3 separate regions of the Mus musculus genome follow, and all the other regions are linked to region 1. Evidence: chromatin contacts called from public HiCAR-type and HiChIP or PLAC-seq data. All regions are on one chromosome and are shown on one strand. Each heading gives the region's core, a stretch centred on a gene start, on an enhancer-like site or on the middle of the called end of the contact. The rest is flanking DNA. Distances are from core to core; before and after follow the strand shown.

Region 1 (4,927 bases), core at 1,728-4,227:
AAGAGGAATGCTGATGTTAGCTTGGGCTCATTCTACTCTCTCTCTCTCTCTCTCTCTCTCTCTCTCTCTCTCTCTCTCTCTCCCTCCCTCCCTCCCTCCCTCCCTCCGTCCCTCCCTCTCATCTCCTGTTTGTTTTAATTTATTGTTGGTTTGTTTTGCTCTTTTCTTCAGTCAGTGACTCTCTCTACCCATGGGATGGTGGCTATCCACATTTAGGAAGGCCTTTCCAGTTAAATCTTTTTGGGAACTTCCTCAGAGATACATTGCATGGGTTAAACACATTAGTGATTGAGTCACCAATAATGCAAGGGTGTCGAATTAGAAATCAAAACACTTTCCCTTGGAGTCAGTAAACCAGGGTGAGCCCCGATTTGAATTCTCCATTCCATGCTCAGTGCGTCTTCTGTCTGTTATATGAGTCTGAGTCTGAGTCTGAGCCTGATGAAAGATGGTCTTCTGAATCTGACCCTGTGTCTGTCAGTTGTGACTGTGTCTGTCCCTAACAAAGAGCTCTGCTCTCTCTTTTATTGATCAACACCAAAAGCATGACAGGGGGAGAGAATGGGATATTTTACAGACGTCTTTATAAAGGATTAAGTCACTGGCTCCAACTGACCCAGACAACAGGCAGTGCTATAAACATGACTGTTTATCAACTAATATCCATAAATGTTCTGCTCAACATTTATGGTGGATATTCATTTTAGAAGATTGCTTTCAACCTCCATATTTACTGCTTTCAGCAAATGACACTCATGTATTGTTCTGGGCCAGGAGTAGGGAAGAGTAAATAAATTAAGAATCAAGACCCTCTTGTATTTATGGTAATCTTGGCAGGATTGTTTCTGCCTTAAACTGTATATGTTTTTACATTTGTGTTACATGGTTTTTGCTGATTCTTTGAAGTAAGGGACCATTTTATTTCCAACCTCAAAACAATTAAGTTTTTGTTTTGTTCCTTTTTCTTTGCTTTAACTGTGCACAGTATCTTGCACATGTCGAGGATTTATTTAGTATATACAGAAGTGAATTATGTAAAAGCTCATTTCTTCTTGTGAAAAATCCAGGAGTGACTGATAATCTATTATGTTAGTAACAGACTCTTCCACCTACATAGTCTCAAAAAATAATTACAGTTCTCATGTTTGGACAGCCAGCAGAGCAGACCCACCCCCAGGAGCTAATATCTCCTCACATGGTCTTGTAAGAATTGACCACAATCCATCCATTTAATTACAAACATGCTGCCAATTAGCTCTGTGTCCCCAAGAGTTGTTGAATCTTTCAGTGTTTTAATTTTCTCCAGGATCTTTGTGGTTTGCACTGTCCATGTCTTTGGGAATAATAGCATCATTGTGACCACACCTACTGTGGCTGGAATAAGGCTTGGGCGAACCAAGGTCTATTAAAGCACCCCAACTAGCCACAGAGCCAGATGACAAGTGATAGCTGTACTGTAATTTTTAGTTTTGAAATTATTAGGAATAGTGGCTGCAGAGATGACTCGGGGGTTAAGAGCCCTGGCTGTCCTTCCAGAGGACCCAGGTTCTATTCCCAGCACCCACATGGCACCTCACAACTGTCTATAACTTCAGTTCCTGGGGATCAGACACCCTTATATCAGGCATCATGCATGCATACATACAAACATATAGACAGGCAAAACACCAATGTACATGAAATAAAAAAAAAATTTTAAGAAAAAATATTAGGAATGGTGGCCTCTGTCAGCCTTCAGTTTAAACTAATGTCATGGGCATTCTTGTGCTTTTCAGAGTGATTTAAGTATGATAAGTCTGTTTGAAATCACATATTATTCTATGAAAACAATATAGTAGCTTTAAACAAGAAAATAGCCTACAAATAGGGTAAGAACCCCACTAGAGAGACCATCAGGGGATATTCCGAAGAAGTCCTCATGTTCGTGAAAATGCATCTTATGGTGAGAGATTTGTGAAAATGTCTACAACTTCCAGGTTAACAAGGTGACCTCAGCACATCAGCATACTGAGTCCCTTCTTAGGAGAGTGTGACCCTGGCTCTGTTGGACTTACCAGGTTCATAATGTACACCTGGTAGGAGACATGATTCAGCATGTCAGATCTCTTCAATGACATGCCTTTGGTTGTCACTTCTAGTGACCCCAAAATGTATACCATACTGTACCAGGAATGGTCACAGTTTTACTCAGACCTTCAAATGTGATTATACATGCATGCATGCACGCATGCACTCTCACACACACACATTCGCGTACCTACGAACAGGAGACCACAGTTGAAATTCCAGTAGTTGATTCCTTCAGGTAGTCTTAGAGGGCTCACTTTGTCAGGATGATGCAGATCCTAAACTTGTAAGGTGGTCAGAAAATGATTAGGGTCACATTACAGCCCTTGAGCCTTCCCGTGGTAAAAATGCCCACAAAGAATTCAAACAGATATTTTATTAGCGGTGTATAATGTCTCTGAAACAAAAAAACAACAAGCAACAAAACAGGAAACAAATGCATTGAAGAACTGAAAGTTAGTCAAGGGCAAGACCATTCTGATGTGGTTTAACTGGTTTAAACGATTAGTTGACTTAACTTCATGAATCTCGAAATCAATATATTTTAGTAAACTAGAGTCATCTTTAATTTTCTGTGCGGAGCACACAGCATTTTAAGCAACCCTTCATGTCTGACATTTTGGCATACTTCTACTGGTCCAAACCGTTTTCTCTCAAAGACTCCATACTGCCATGAAGGCATTCCTATTTTATGTCTCCATTTTTGGCTGAAAATCCTTGTGGCTGATCTCAGCCTGTTTCCCTAGGTCTTCCCTTAAGAGTTGAGGGGATTAGAGCGTGAGGAGAACAGGAAGAGAGGAGCTTGCCAGTAGGTGGCTCACTTTGAATGTGCTTGGGATGGGATCAGAAATGTCACCCCTCCTCCACTAAGCCTTTGCTTTCTATCCCTGCTGCTTGGAGCCTTTTTCTGTAATGCCTGAGTCATTTGCAGGGGGGTGAAGAGGGGAAGAAAGAGAAGAAAGCCAGCATGCACCAGCCTCCTCAGAGCGTAAGAATAGCATGGCCCCATCTCATTCTGAGTGGTCCCCAAGTGGAGCCTGAACCGAATTCTCTTCTCCACACACAATTGCTTGTTCTTTTGTTCCTTGTGTCCTTAGCAAAGACTGAAAGAACTAAGCCTGTAATACTTGGGCCCTCCTGTGTCACTTAAGGAATAATAGGCCATTGTCTTCATTAAGCCACCCTTGTTTTAGCAAATAGAATCCAGAGCCTGGAGGGAGAACATTTTGAAGGGGGCAGAATCAGAGGAGAGAGGCTTCACTGGATTCCCTAGAGAAACTGTTTTGTTTCTCCTGCTTTATTGCTCCTCACTGAGAAGATTCATATTCAAATGGGCTGAGTCTGTGAATAGTTGCTTGCACATTCTCATGCACCCAGGAAGGCTATGATTATGGCTAATTACAGCGCAGAATGAAACCCTAACAAGAGTGCTCAATCAGATTGTTGTTCATGCATGAAGTAAGTAAGGCTGGCCAATGGAGGTGTGATTCTGGTAATTACAAACATTGTGGCTATTTGAAAAATGCTTAGTAAATCTGTTCAGGACAAAATAAGTTCTAATTAATCACTTTAGACTCTGATTTCTCCAGACGATTCATGTGCACTTTAAAAAAAAGTTTAAGGTCCCCTCAATAAACCAAATCTAAATATAAAATATGCTCATTGTCCACACTTTGTTGGAGGAATGGAACTATGCCGCCTGCCCCATTCCTGTCTTTTCTGGCCATCATATCGAACTTGCCTTTTATGCAACTCGACAGACGGTTCTTTAAAAATAAATGTGTACATATTCTTGTTATTATCTGGCAAACCAAATGATTTATGAAAAATTACTGGAAAACATCAACTGTTAATTTAAACATCCAGATCGATTTAATAATTGTGCTGATGTGTCTAAGAATATTCAGTAGACTGTGGCCCTGGATTATAATACCCAAGGATGTTACAGGCTGAAGAAATGTTATCTTCTCCTAATCCATCACGAGGAACAGGACTGAGGCCGCAATAGCAACAAAGAAATGCCTAGCGAGAACTTTGTGACACAGGCATCCTTCAGAAATAAACTAGGTAGCACGCTCATCTGTGTAGTTCAGACAGTGCACTAGGAAACTTAACAAAGTCGTGTGAGAGCGTTCTCCTCAGAGTTCCTGTATTGCTTTCCTTCCTTCCTGTCATGTGAGGCTCCATCGAAGGCAGGGCAAGAGTGACCTTCCTAGGCTCCAAAGCTGCCTTGGAGAAGGCAAGAAATTCCAGTTTCCAGCGTCCTCACTAGAGAGAGAGCACCGGCCATGACGGGACCCTCCTGCAGATCTGCTTCCTTGCTTCTTCTCTGTAGAGAATACTCTGCATGAAGATATTGGTGGCTTCACATCCTGAGCCTGACAGTAATTAACTGGTGGCCCCTATGAGAACAGAATCAGACTGTAGGAACATGTACACTTCAGGGCCATTCTTGTTTTCAGAAACTTTTAAACTGGAGACATCTTGGGTTTCTCTATTTTTTTTTCAAAGTACTGCATACTAATGGAGTGGCTACAGGACCAGTTTCTTTATTTGACATTTTGCAATTTCCTTTGTTCCCTAACCTAAAAATAGATCTTAAGAAATTGTAAGTTTTTTCTCTGTGGTAATCCAAAATAAGTCAATCCAAGCCAGATATAGATAGATAGATAGATAGATAGATAGATAGATAGATAGATAGATAGATAGACAGACAGAGATGGATATGGATATGGATATGGATATGGATATGGATATGGATATGGATATGGATATGGATATGGATATGGAAGCTACTGCTCTGGGGCAGCTTCACTGGCCCCAAAGACTGAGTCCAGAGAAGTCACTATGGGGAGGGAGA
Region 2 (4,927 bases), core at 732-3,231, 870 kb before region 1:
TCATTGAACTGACGAACCACGGGATGAATGAGAAGAAGCCCCCCATACCAACCTGGAACCAACCCCCCTACAATACCAACCCCTTTCCTAAAGCCAGGAAGCCCAAGAGGCCATCAGAGCATCAGAAGGAGTTTGAGGGCCAAGAGGCCTGCATCCTTCCTGGGGTCTCTGGTCAATGTTTCCCCAAGTTCTGAAGGGCATGGCACTGTGGACACAGCCCTGTGTGCAGCCAGTGACTTTCCTGCTGTAAGAAAGTTTTTTAGAAGTAAGCTGCTGCCTAATAACTTTCAGAATGGCCCATTTACAGAAGGGAAGTGAGGCGTGCACAAAGAGGCAGGTTGTTAGGAGCATAGGGTGCCAATCCCTGTGCAGAAGAAGCAGGGGAGGAGGTTGGTACTGATTCATATCAATATGGAGCCTGCAGCTAATCTAGCTTCCAGCACCCCCAATTTGCAACCTCAATCTCAACATACACTTGTCCCTGTGCTAATTCTACCAGGATTCCCTCTGGAAAGCAGGCTGCTGGGGTCATCTCTGGTTCTTGGGTGGTAGGTAGTGATGATGTCATCGGGATAACATCCTATGGTGACTGACCCAGAGATTCAAAGGCAAGCCAGAGGCCTGGTACTATGGTTGTGCTCTCTGCTGGTACCAGAGGAGCAGGGACTGAGGTGTGATGGAAGGAGACAGACATCTAAAGCCCTAGTTCTGTCAGGAGCCTTTTGGATTCCTTCCAGAAAATTCCACTAGATTTTTTTAATATGAGAAATATGCTTTATAGCAATTTTAACCTTTGGCATTGTAGTGAGTCATTATTTATTTTTGAGGCAGGCCTTTGAGTCCACAGGTAAGTGGAAAACACACCTCTCTGGACTTAAAAAAGGAACAGAAGCCCAACAACAGCAAGTAGACAAGAGGAAGAAACAGGGGCATTGTGTTTCAAGATGTCCCCAACCAACATAGCAGTATCTTGCACTGTGGCAGAGTAGCCATAGGGCCATTAGGGACCCATAAAGGGCTGGCCTTGTTTCAGCTTCTCCAGCCTTTCACCCACAAACACCCAGAGTTAGGGGTCACCTGGTGTCACCTTACAGGTATTGGACCCACTTGGAAGCAGATAGGGATGCTGTCTTGTCAAGCAAGCTGGCTTCAGTTTTGTCCTGCTTCACAGTGGGTACTGTGCTCCTTGCATTGAGGTGGGAGGAGCCTCCTGTGTGAGATGAGGACTGGATACCCTGATATCAAATAGGTACGCAGCCTTCAGATAATGTGGGGGTCTACTGTTACACACACTCCCGGGCTTGGGGTGAGTGATGGTTACAATTGGCAGGAAAGAGCCACTGCTCAAGCTGACTGTTGCCTTGCTGGCTTTAGTATCTGCTGTGACAGCAGGATCTATCCACCCTGCAGAGCTCTGTGAGGATGGATGGTCAGAACTGAGCCTTAGAATGTCATTCTTGTGGCTCCCCTTGACAGATGTCCTGGCCCAAACTTTCGGGGTATCAGCAATACCCTCATGGGGTAAGTCTGCCACTTGAGATTAGAATTAATGTCTCCTGGGCTTTGCGGCATTGAGAAATACCCAGCAAATCTCATGAAATATGAACTAGGAAAGGAGTTAAATATGCTCTAAGGGAAAAGCAGGAATCACCTTTCATTAATACTTTGAAAGAAATTAAAGACCCGGTCTATTAGCCTGGTGGAAGCTGTTGACGGTCGTGGGTGGATGTGAAGAAAAGTACAGATTCCCAGGGAAAGGCTGGGGGGCTGCCTAAGACAAAGGGATTCAAAGTGGGACCTGGACGCCATCCCACTCCACACCCCCTATGGAAGCATGCTCACCCGGCTTCCCTGGCTCTTGTTTACTCTGTGACACTGCGATCAGAATTTGTCACTCTGGGAGTTACATCTGATGTTACAGCCTGGAGCAGAGCTGAACCAAAATAAACAATCTGCTCTCTTCTGCTTAGACTAATAGGACAGTGATGTAAGGCCCTGCACTGAAGTGCTTCCCCTCCCAGCGCTGCGGCCCTCAGTGGAGCTACCGCGGGAGATGGGAAATGGGAAGTGGGGCTGGTTTCCAGTGCTGGGGAGGGTTGGGCAGGGCCGGTGGAAGTTTCACATTTGCCTTGGTCTGTACCCGGTGGAGTCACCAAGATGGGAGAGTGAGCTTTCAAGCTGCAGACGCCGAAGCCTTTTTCATTGAATTCTTCCTGAGCCTGGTGACCTCCGAGTCTGGATTCTGTGCACACGCAGACTAGCTGTGGGAGTTTTCATTATAACTCACAGAGAAGGTGGGCGGCTTGCAATGCCTGTAGGTTTAAGCTGCCCACAGAGGCATTTCCAGTTGTCTTAAACACTCCATACATGGCACACAGCGTGCGTGCGCACACACACACACACACACGCACGCACACACACACACACACACACACACACACACACACAGGGGTGAGGGCGGGCGCTGGGGAGGGAGAGATGCTTGCTAGCATTTGCCATTCTTGCTGGCTTTAGCCACTGAGACAACAGGCTCTAGACAGCGCTCCTACAATCGGCTTCAGGATGGATTTAGATCATCACTCTTCAAATTCTGTCGGGAGCACCAAGGGCTCTCTCCTGCCCTCCTCTTCCTGTCTCTCCACCTCTTCCTCCCATGACTCCCTCACCCCCTCTCTCTAACTCCCCACCATGTTCCAGGAATCTCATATTCACCTGTAGCACACACAGGCTCCTGATGCCAGTGATGTGAGTTCCCTAACCTGTTTTCAGCCCTGATGCAAGGGAGTTTCCATATATGATTGGGTTGAAACTGTCAGCCGAGTGGCCTGGATTGAGTCTGGCCTCGTACATGCAATCAGTGTACAGTTTTGTCATCTCATGCTCAGTGAAGTGTGAATGAGAACACAGTGAGCTTGCACGAACAAGAACGGAGGTAACATAGGTTCCCTTTGATAAACAGGTACTTTCAACCTTCAGCGTTTTCTCTGAGTTGTGAAGGATATGTGGTTTCAAGTCTCTGAGTGAGGGCTTTCTTCCCTCTGAAATAAACATTATGATCAGCTAAGATACCTGGGAGGAAAAAAATGTGGGAAGGAAGACTTCCCATCCACTTGTAAGCTCCTCTGGCCACTCCCTCCCCCGTCACATCCCTATGTCTGGGAGAGCTGTTCGGTTCCTAGCTTCTCAGGCTTTTCTGCTCCCAAGCTTCCATAGAGAGTGAAGCTATGTGAACCCCAGAGTTACTGATGCCACATCTGTGAATCGGGTGAGCCCATTCAACTGTGGATCTGGCTCGCCTTCCTCCAATGCAGTTCTCGCCCGCACCCCTGTGACAGTCAATGGCTCACACTATTAACTCATTCCTGCTCCCCCTCAGCCGTGCTTCTAGACAAATCGGGGCATGGGGGTAGGGGGTGGGTGTGGCACAGGGCAGCCAATTTGTTGGTGACATCCTAAGGGGAAAAAAAATGTGCTGTGGCCAGTCTTTTGTTCCAAGTGATGTCTCCTTCAAACATCCTCCAGCTTTCTGGATAGGCTGATGGAAAATTCCCTGGTCTGCAAGTCTGTGAGCTTTTCCATTCTTCAACTCAGAAAATGAATAAACAGGAAGAGAAGACAGAAAGAAAATACACCGTTCTGCCCCTAGGTGGGGCCACTGCCCACATGTGCCGCGTGTCGGTGCATTAAAATTCGCTTTTCTTGCAGTGAGGCCAAGTTCAGGTAGCAACGGAGAACTGATAATGTAAAATGAACTTTGAGCTGCTGTAAGAAAGTCTTCAGTCCCACGGACCTCACTCATAGGTCCTAGGACTCCTTGAATTCCCCTATTTGTCTTTTAAAACGTATGTCCTTATTCAAGCATAAACGGCTGGAAACACCCCAGCATCTGTTCTCGAAGGATGGGCTGTGGGCAATAAGAACCTAACAGCAGGGAGATAGTTTACAAAATATTTGGTCAAACAAAGGCGAATGTCAATCTGTCTGTCTGGGGGATAGGTGTGAGGATCCCAGAGCCACTAGCTGCAGCAATTTTGATTAAAGGAAGTATAGGAATAACTGCTCATACAGCTTTCAGCCTGTGAGTTCGACCTATAGTCTGTGGGGGCACATGAACCCCAGGATACCTATGAATGTAGCCTGGTACAGAATTACAAACTTCCTTAACACATTAGAGGGAGAGACTCTATTTTCTTACTGTCTTCGTGAATTGATTGTGTGGTTACAAGATGGAGGGTACATTTGATTGGGGTTGGGAGAAAGGAAGGCATGGCGGACAGGGTAGCTTGATGTTGGTGGCTGAGATGCCTCATCTCTGGAATGGGAAACAGAGAAAGTAGGATGTGCTACAGGCTTCTTCCTCTTTCCTTTCACTCTTTTTATTCACTCATGGGCTTTGCCCATAGAAAGGCTTTTCACTTCACTTTGCTATCACAGACACACCCAAGGTATGCTTCATTGATTCCCTGAGTGGTGTTTCTTAGTCCAACCGAGTGAACAAAGTCAACCTAACATACCAGGATATTAAGAAATTTGTTCAGGGCTGGAGAGATGGCTCAGGGATTAAGAGAACTTTCTGTTCTTGCAGAGGACCTGATTTCTGCTCCCAGCCTCACAGTTACCTAGAGCTGCAGCTCCTGGGGCATGTCACACCTCTGGCTTCCGTGGGTACCTGCACTGGTAGTCAGGTACAACCCTTTATGGAGACAAAAGGATAAACAGCAGTGTGGAGGGGTGAGAAATGGCAGGAAGCACAGGGAGGAATCTGTTCAATATACAATATATACTTTAAAGTCTGAAACCTTTAGACATGAAAGAAAGAAATTTCTCTGAAATGATCCCATAAACTCTTAACACATGATCAAATTCTAAAACCTCAGCTTTAGCCCTAAAAAAAAAAAAAAAAAAAAAAAAAGCCACAAAGGTGCCT
Region 3 (4,927 bases), core at 1,047-3,546, 840 kb after region 1:
TTTTTTCAAGTCATGGATGGATGGACACTCTACACAGAGAGGTGCCCACAGAGATTGGCAGCCTAATTTGAATACCAATGCTGGCCTGGGCTGGCTTCCAGAGGCACCCACCAGGGCTGGCAGGGTGTTGGTGGCCAGACTCCACAGGGGCAGGGAAGTCTCTCCCACCCTCTGCTGGGGGCTGCCTCCCTCTCACTCCCATGCCCTCCTCTGCTGGGTTATTGGCAAGCTGGCTTTCTATTCTTCAAGGATTAATGTCTCAGTGCAAGGGGTAAAATTGGCAATTAGAAAGCAAAGTCTCGGGGCCTGGGATTTCTATCTCCTTATCATCTCCCAGTTAGATTTCATTAGAGTGCTGCCGGAGAGAGAGGTCTTAGGGCCTTTGTTGTGTGGTCAAAGAGTTTAAAGATACTAACAGGATGTTTTATATTTACCTGGAAAAGACAAGGAAGCTTTTGTGCTAGCAGAGTCTAGCTCACATGCATAATTGGGGGTGGGGAGGGGAACGGGGGTGTTCTGAGCTCAGTTCCTGCATGTCCCAAGCAGGATTACCCAGAAAAACCAAGACCCATCCTTGTCAGAACTGTTAGGTTATTGGGCAATTTTTAAAAATCAAAAGTAATTCTTATCCCCTACGAACTAACATGTTTTAAGTGTAAAGGATTGCAGATGTGCCTCTTTGTGGTGTGAAATACACTGTTTAAACAATTTCTTATCTTTTGAAAGTCTAATTAAATGCCCTAGCTGAACGGAGCTGCAATTTGTCTGGAAAAGCCCCTGAGATGTCTCCCTCCAGCTCCTAGCCATGGGGCTGCTGTGGTCAAGGAGGGACAGGGCCCTGCAGGGTGCCGTTCCGGAGGCCCCACACACTCCTTTTGATGTTCCAAGTGCCCACCTGCTGCTTGCATTTGTGACTTGGGTGGCATGAAGCCAGTGACATCAGACAGGCAGGGTATTGTCTCAGGCAGATAGACATTGTCACCCCGAGTGAATGTTTCTTCCGTGTTCATGGGCATGGTGCATCCTGCCAGGAAGATCAATAGGAGAACGGGAAACACAGATGAGGGAAAGCCATTCTTGTGGGACAAGATGTCTCATGTTGCTTGTCACGAGCTTGTCAGTTTTATTTCTTTGTTAAGTGTGAAAAATGTGGTCTCAGATTTCTGTGCTGTTATTCCATCATGGCTGGCAAGAGTCCCAGCCTTTGATGCTGAGCCAAGATCTTTTCTCTATATGATGTCTCTGGGGTTCATGTATGTATGTGGGGATTCCTGCCATTGTGTGTTAAACCTAGGGTGTTGTTATCTCCAAACTGAGCACTCCCAATTAGCATTTACCACAGCACTAATACATTAGCACAGACATGACTTAATCCCGAGCTAGCCATCAATGGTGATAGCTAGGGTTTGAAAACACACTGGGGGAAATGGGAACGCCTAGAAGGAACTGTTCATTATTGGAGGTAACCTTTTTTGGTGGTCATCACTGGCTTTACCTAGGGAAACTTACCTTTGCTCACACAATCAGTTAAAACCCATCAACTCTCAAATACAAGTCTTTAGACTGCTAGATGCACAGGGCGCTGTATCAACTCACATCAGAGCAGTAAGGACTCTGAAGAGTCCCCATCTCTCTGCTGAAGTCAAGCATAGCCTGCAGTCTTTTGAAGGGGCTGTGAGCAACATGGGGCTAGCTGAACTGTGAGAGTCTGAGTCAGATCCTTCTCTGCTGAAGACAAAGCAAAGAAGACAAGAGGAAGCAGCAGTTTGCTTCTGGGCAGCCATGGGATTGCTAAATTCTTGGAGGTTCCATTTTGATTCACCCCCCTCCCCCCTCCCCCATGAGCTGAGCTGTGAATGAGACTCTGACCCTCAGTCACCTCTAGGAGACAAATCCACCTTGCACAGGCTTAGCAGCAAAGGCCAGTCTTTAGAGATGAGGCCCATATGGACTGTTTTGTATATATATTATTTTCTTAAAGTTGTCATCGTGTTTGATACACAGGGATTGATAAGTCTGGAAAGTGAAGAAAACATCAAAGACCTTTAGAGAATTTTCCTCTCAGGGTTCTGGTAGGATGGCAAGAATGGGATCCACACTTATTTTCGCTTTCGTCTTTACTCTGACTTTAAGCCTTGAGTTTGGAGGCTGGCTTGTGTAGCTAGTGGGCAAGGCGGTTCTGAGGAAAACTAGGTCCTTTCATGGTGGATGCCTGTGAGATTGGAGCTGTGTCCCTGCAAAGCCCACACTGTGCTGGATGCTCCTCTTTATTCCTTGTTGAGATCTTGGGATTGTGCAAAGTCTTGGCTCAGAGTTACTCATTCCACAGCGAGACTTCTAGCTGCTGCTCAGCGACAGGAGCCTTCCCAGGGGGTTCGTTAATGAATATCATTTTACAGCAACAAAAGAGGCTATGAGAACTGAAGTTTCTAGAGTGAGAAAACAGAACTTTCCTTTTTCCCTTCCAAACCAAATCTTCTAAAGTCACCACTGTTTTTCCCAACAGACATACATTCATGAGGACCCTGATATACTGAATGTCCATCACTCTCCTGGGAGCTCTGGCAGTGCCCACCAGTCAGGATGTTAGTGTAGGTTCATGGGCTCAGCATCCCCATTCAGGGTTATTTCCAATCATGATCTCTCTCTCTCTCTCTCTCTCTCTCTCTCTCTCTCACACACACACACACACACACACACTCCTTTTGTACATTACATGTAAGACTTTCAATCTGTATCAAACTACACGAATTACTAACCAAGGGCAACCACCATGGTCTCAGAAAACAGGGCTTCATAAAAGTTAGCAGGCTGAGAAATAAGTCTGGGAGTCTGACTCTGCCCCTGCTCTCTCTCTTCATTGTTAACAGTCCCTCCTTCTGACTACAACAGTGCAGCAGAGCACCAAGACCCCGAGATGGCAAGCAAGTAGCATTTGGCCTCTCTCCTTGATATGTCTACATGGTTCACCTTCTATAAGTGTCGTGAATGAGTCAACACACAGGCTGGGACACAATAGATACTAATTTCTGTGAACTTGATAGTCCCAGCCTGGCTGGGATACTTTCTGTATTTTCAAACAGGCTGTTAAAGATGAGCAGACATAGTAGAACCCTCCGAATTGCCCCCTCCTACCCATGTGGGGCCAACTTATATTTTACGGTTCTGTGATTTTATTATTTTTTTTTAAATTAAACATTTCACTGTGACCAAAGATCTTTTTTCCTAATGTTGCAAGATTTTAAATATTTTGCAGGCTTTTAAAATATATTACAAACCCTCAAGCTGTCTCTGTGGCTCCTGGAGATGTCACAGAGGGAAGAAGACAAGAAGATGGAGTACAAAAATCTTGAAAGAAGACGTTTTTTGGAAAATAAAGAAGAAAGTTAAATGAGTGTAGGTGAATAGAGATCTCAAACCAAATGAGAGAATAAAGTCGCCAACAAAAGCCAATAGTAAGAGAAAGAAAGTCGAGGATGGGATGAACCAGACACTGAGAAAAAGAATATCAACCTAGTTTGGAGGCTCTTCCTTGAGTCCCATCCATGGGGGAGAGGGTATTTTGTCCCTGCGTGGATTGCTCAGTAGTATTAGGTCAGTGGAGCAGATCAGATACGGAGGCAAGAGCCCTAGGCCAGGCAGAGAGCTGAGGGCTTTAGGAGAGGTTGTCAGGTTGGACAGTTTGCAGAGCCAGACTTTGTATGTGACAGGAGGTACTGGTTCTACCACAGATGGGAAGGTCCCAGTCTCAAAGAGACTGTTCCGAAGGTGAATCACTTGCGGTGGGTCATTCACTGTGGCATGCTGTGTGCCTACTGAGAGGTGTGATCTGATTTATTTTATTGTCCATTTCTAGGGAAAACTTTTCTTAGTGATGGAGGTTTTCATGAACGTCTTTTTGTATTTGTATGTGTATGCTCATGAGTGTTTACAGTTGATTGCCTATGTGTTTGTGGAGGGCAGAAGAAACCTCTATCGTTCCTCAAGTGCTAGCTACCTTCATTTTGAGACAGGGTCTCTCATTTGCCAGCATCTTGTCAAATAGGCTGGCTGACTGTCATCCGAAGAACCCAGGAATCTACCTCTCTCTGCCTCCCTAATCTCTCTCTCTCTCTCTCTCTCTCTCTCTCTCTCTCTCTCTCTCTCTCTCTCTCTCTCTCTCTGGTTTTTCAAGGCAGGGTTTCTCTGTAAAGCCCTGCCTGTCCTGGAACTCACTTTGTAGATCAGGCTGGCCTCGAACTCAGAAATCCGCCTGCTTCTGCCTCTCAAGTGCTGGGATCAAAGGCGTGCGCCACCACGCCCAGCTTCAATCTCTCTCTCTCTCTCTCTCTCTCTCTCTCTCTCTGTGTGTGTGTGTGTGTGTGTGTGTATCAAACACTCTTCATGCTTAGAAGGCAGATGCTTTACCCACTGAGTAATCACCCAGGGATGTTGGGTGTTAACATCTCTATTCTCAAAATCAAATGTCCTGAAGTCTCCTTCCTTCCTTCCTTCCTTCCTTCCTTCCTTCCTTCCTTCCTTCCTTCCTTCCTTCCTTCCTTCCTTTCTTCCCTCCCTTCTTCCTTCCTTCCTCCCTCCCTCCCTTCTTCCTTCCTTCTTTCTTTCCTTCCTTCTTCTCTCCTCTCTTTTTTTCTCTCTCTTCCTTCCTTTCTGTTTTTATTTGTTTGTTTGATTAATTGATGGATTGCCTTGTTCTAATATTTGAATCAAGTCTTGCTATGTAGCTCAGGGTGCCCTAGAATTCACAGCAATTATTCCTTCTTCAGCTCCCCTAGTACTAGCATCACAGGCAGGCCACCATGCCTAATTATTTACATAATATCTGAGAAAGACCTTAACACAAGGGATATATGTATATAAGACTAGGTTTGCACACAGGAAGGTATGTTTGACTAATACTGCCTCTCTCTGTGTTGTATTAAGCTAT

Evidence for each region. HiCAR-type assays count read pairs that join an accessible place to other places. HiChIP or PLAC-seq counts read pairs in DNA pulled down with a chosen protein or histone mark.
Region 2: an H3K27ac HiChIP or PLAC-seq map of SST interneurons shows a contact between it and region 1, with 4 times the contacts expected there. The contact joins two enhancer-like sites. A contact is called at or near these places in 3 of 484 Hi-C or Micro-C datasets (adipose-derived mesenchymal stem cells, neural progenitor cells and ventricular fibroblasts), 2 of 115 datasets of contacts at active chromatin or transcription factors (SST interneurons and embryonic basal ganglia) and 2 of 9 other capture datasets (embryonic tail and embryonic trunk).
Region 3: a contact with region 1 is called in a HiCAR-type map of astrocytes, with 3 times the contacts expected there. The contact joins two enhancer-like sites. A contact is called at or near these places in 4 of 484 Hi-C or Micro-C datasets (cardiomyocytes, cerebellum, embryonic stem cells and 1 more), 4 of 115 datasets of contacts at active chromatin or transcription factors (astrocytes, embryonic stem cells and stem cell-derived neural progenitor cells) and 2 of 9 other capture datasets (embryonic stem cells and embryonic tail).

Annotation. Positions count from the first base shown.
Region 1 is chr17:10,743,306-10,748,232 of GRCm38.p6, reverse strand. The region is part of intron 2 of Pacrg (PARK2 co-regulated); the gene reads left to right. Among named protein-coding and RNA genes, the nearest start is that of Gm16169, 62 kb to the left of the region's middle. Within about 2 kb of position 2,977, at least 82 of the 459 cell types and tissues checked have an H3K27ac peak or open chromatin away from gene starts, as enhancers often do. A contact at or near this core is called in SST interneurons, astrocytes and cerebellum, where this site is marked.
Region 2 is chr17:11,610,370-11,615,296 of GRCm38.p6, reverse strand. All of the region lies in intron 6 of Prkn (parkin RBR E3 ubiquitin protein ligase), which reads right to left. Among named protein-coding and RNA genes, the nearest start is that of Gm41525, 52 kb to the left of the region's middle. Within about 2 kb of position 1,981, at least 25 of the 459 cell types and tissues checked have an H3K27ac peak or open chromatin away from gene starts, as enhancers often do. A contact at or near this core is called in SST interneurons, where this site is marked.
Region 3 is chr17:9,900,905-9,905,831 of GRCm38.p6, reverse strand. All of the region lies in intron 1 of Gm34799 (a long non-coding RNA gene), which reads left to right. Among named protein-coding and RNA genes, the nearest start is that of Gm34799, 3.4 kb to the left of the region's middle. Within about 2 kb of position 2,296, at least 17 of the 459 cell types and tissues checked have an H3K27ac peak or open chromatin away from gene starts, as enhancers often do. A contact at or near this core is called in astrocytes and cerebellum, where this site is marked.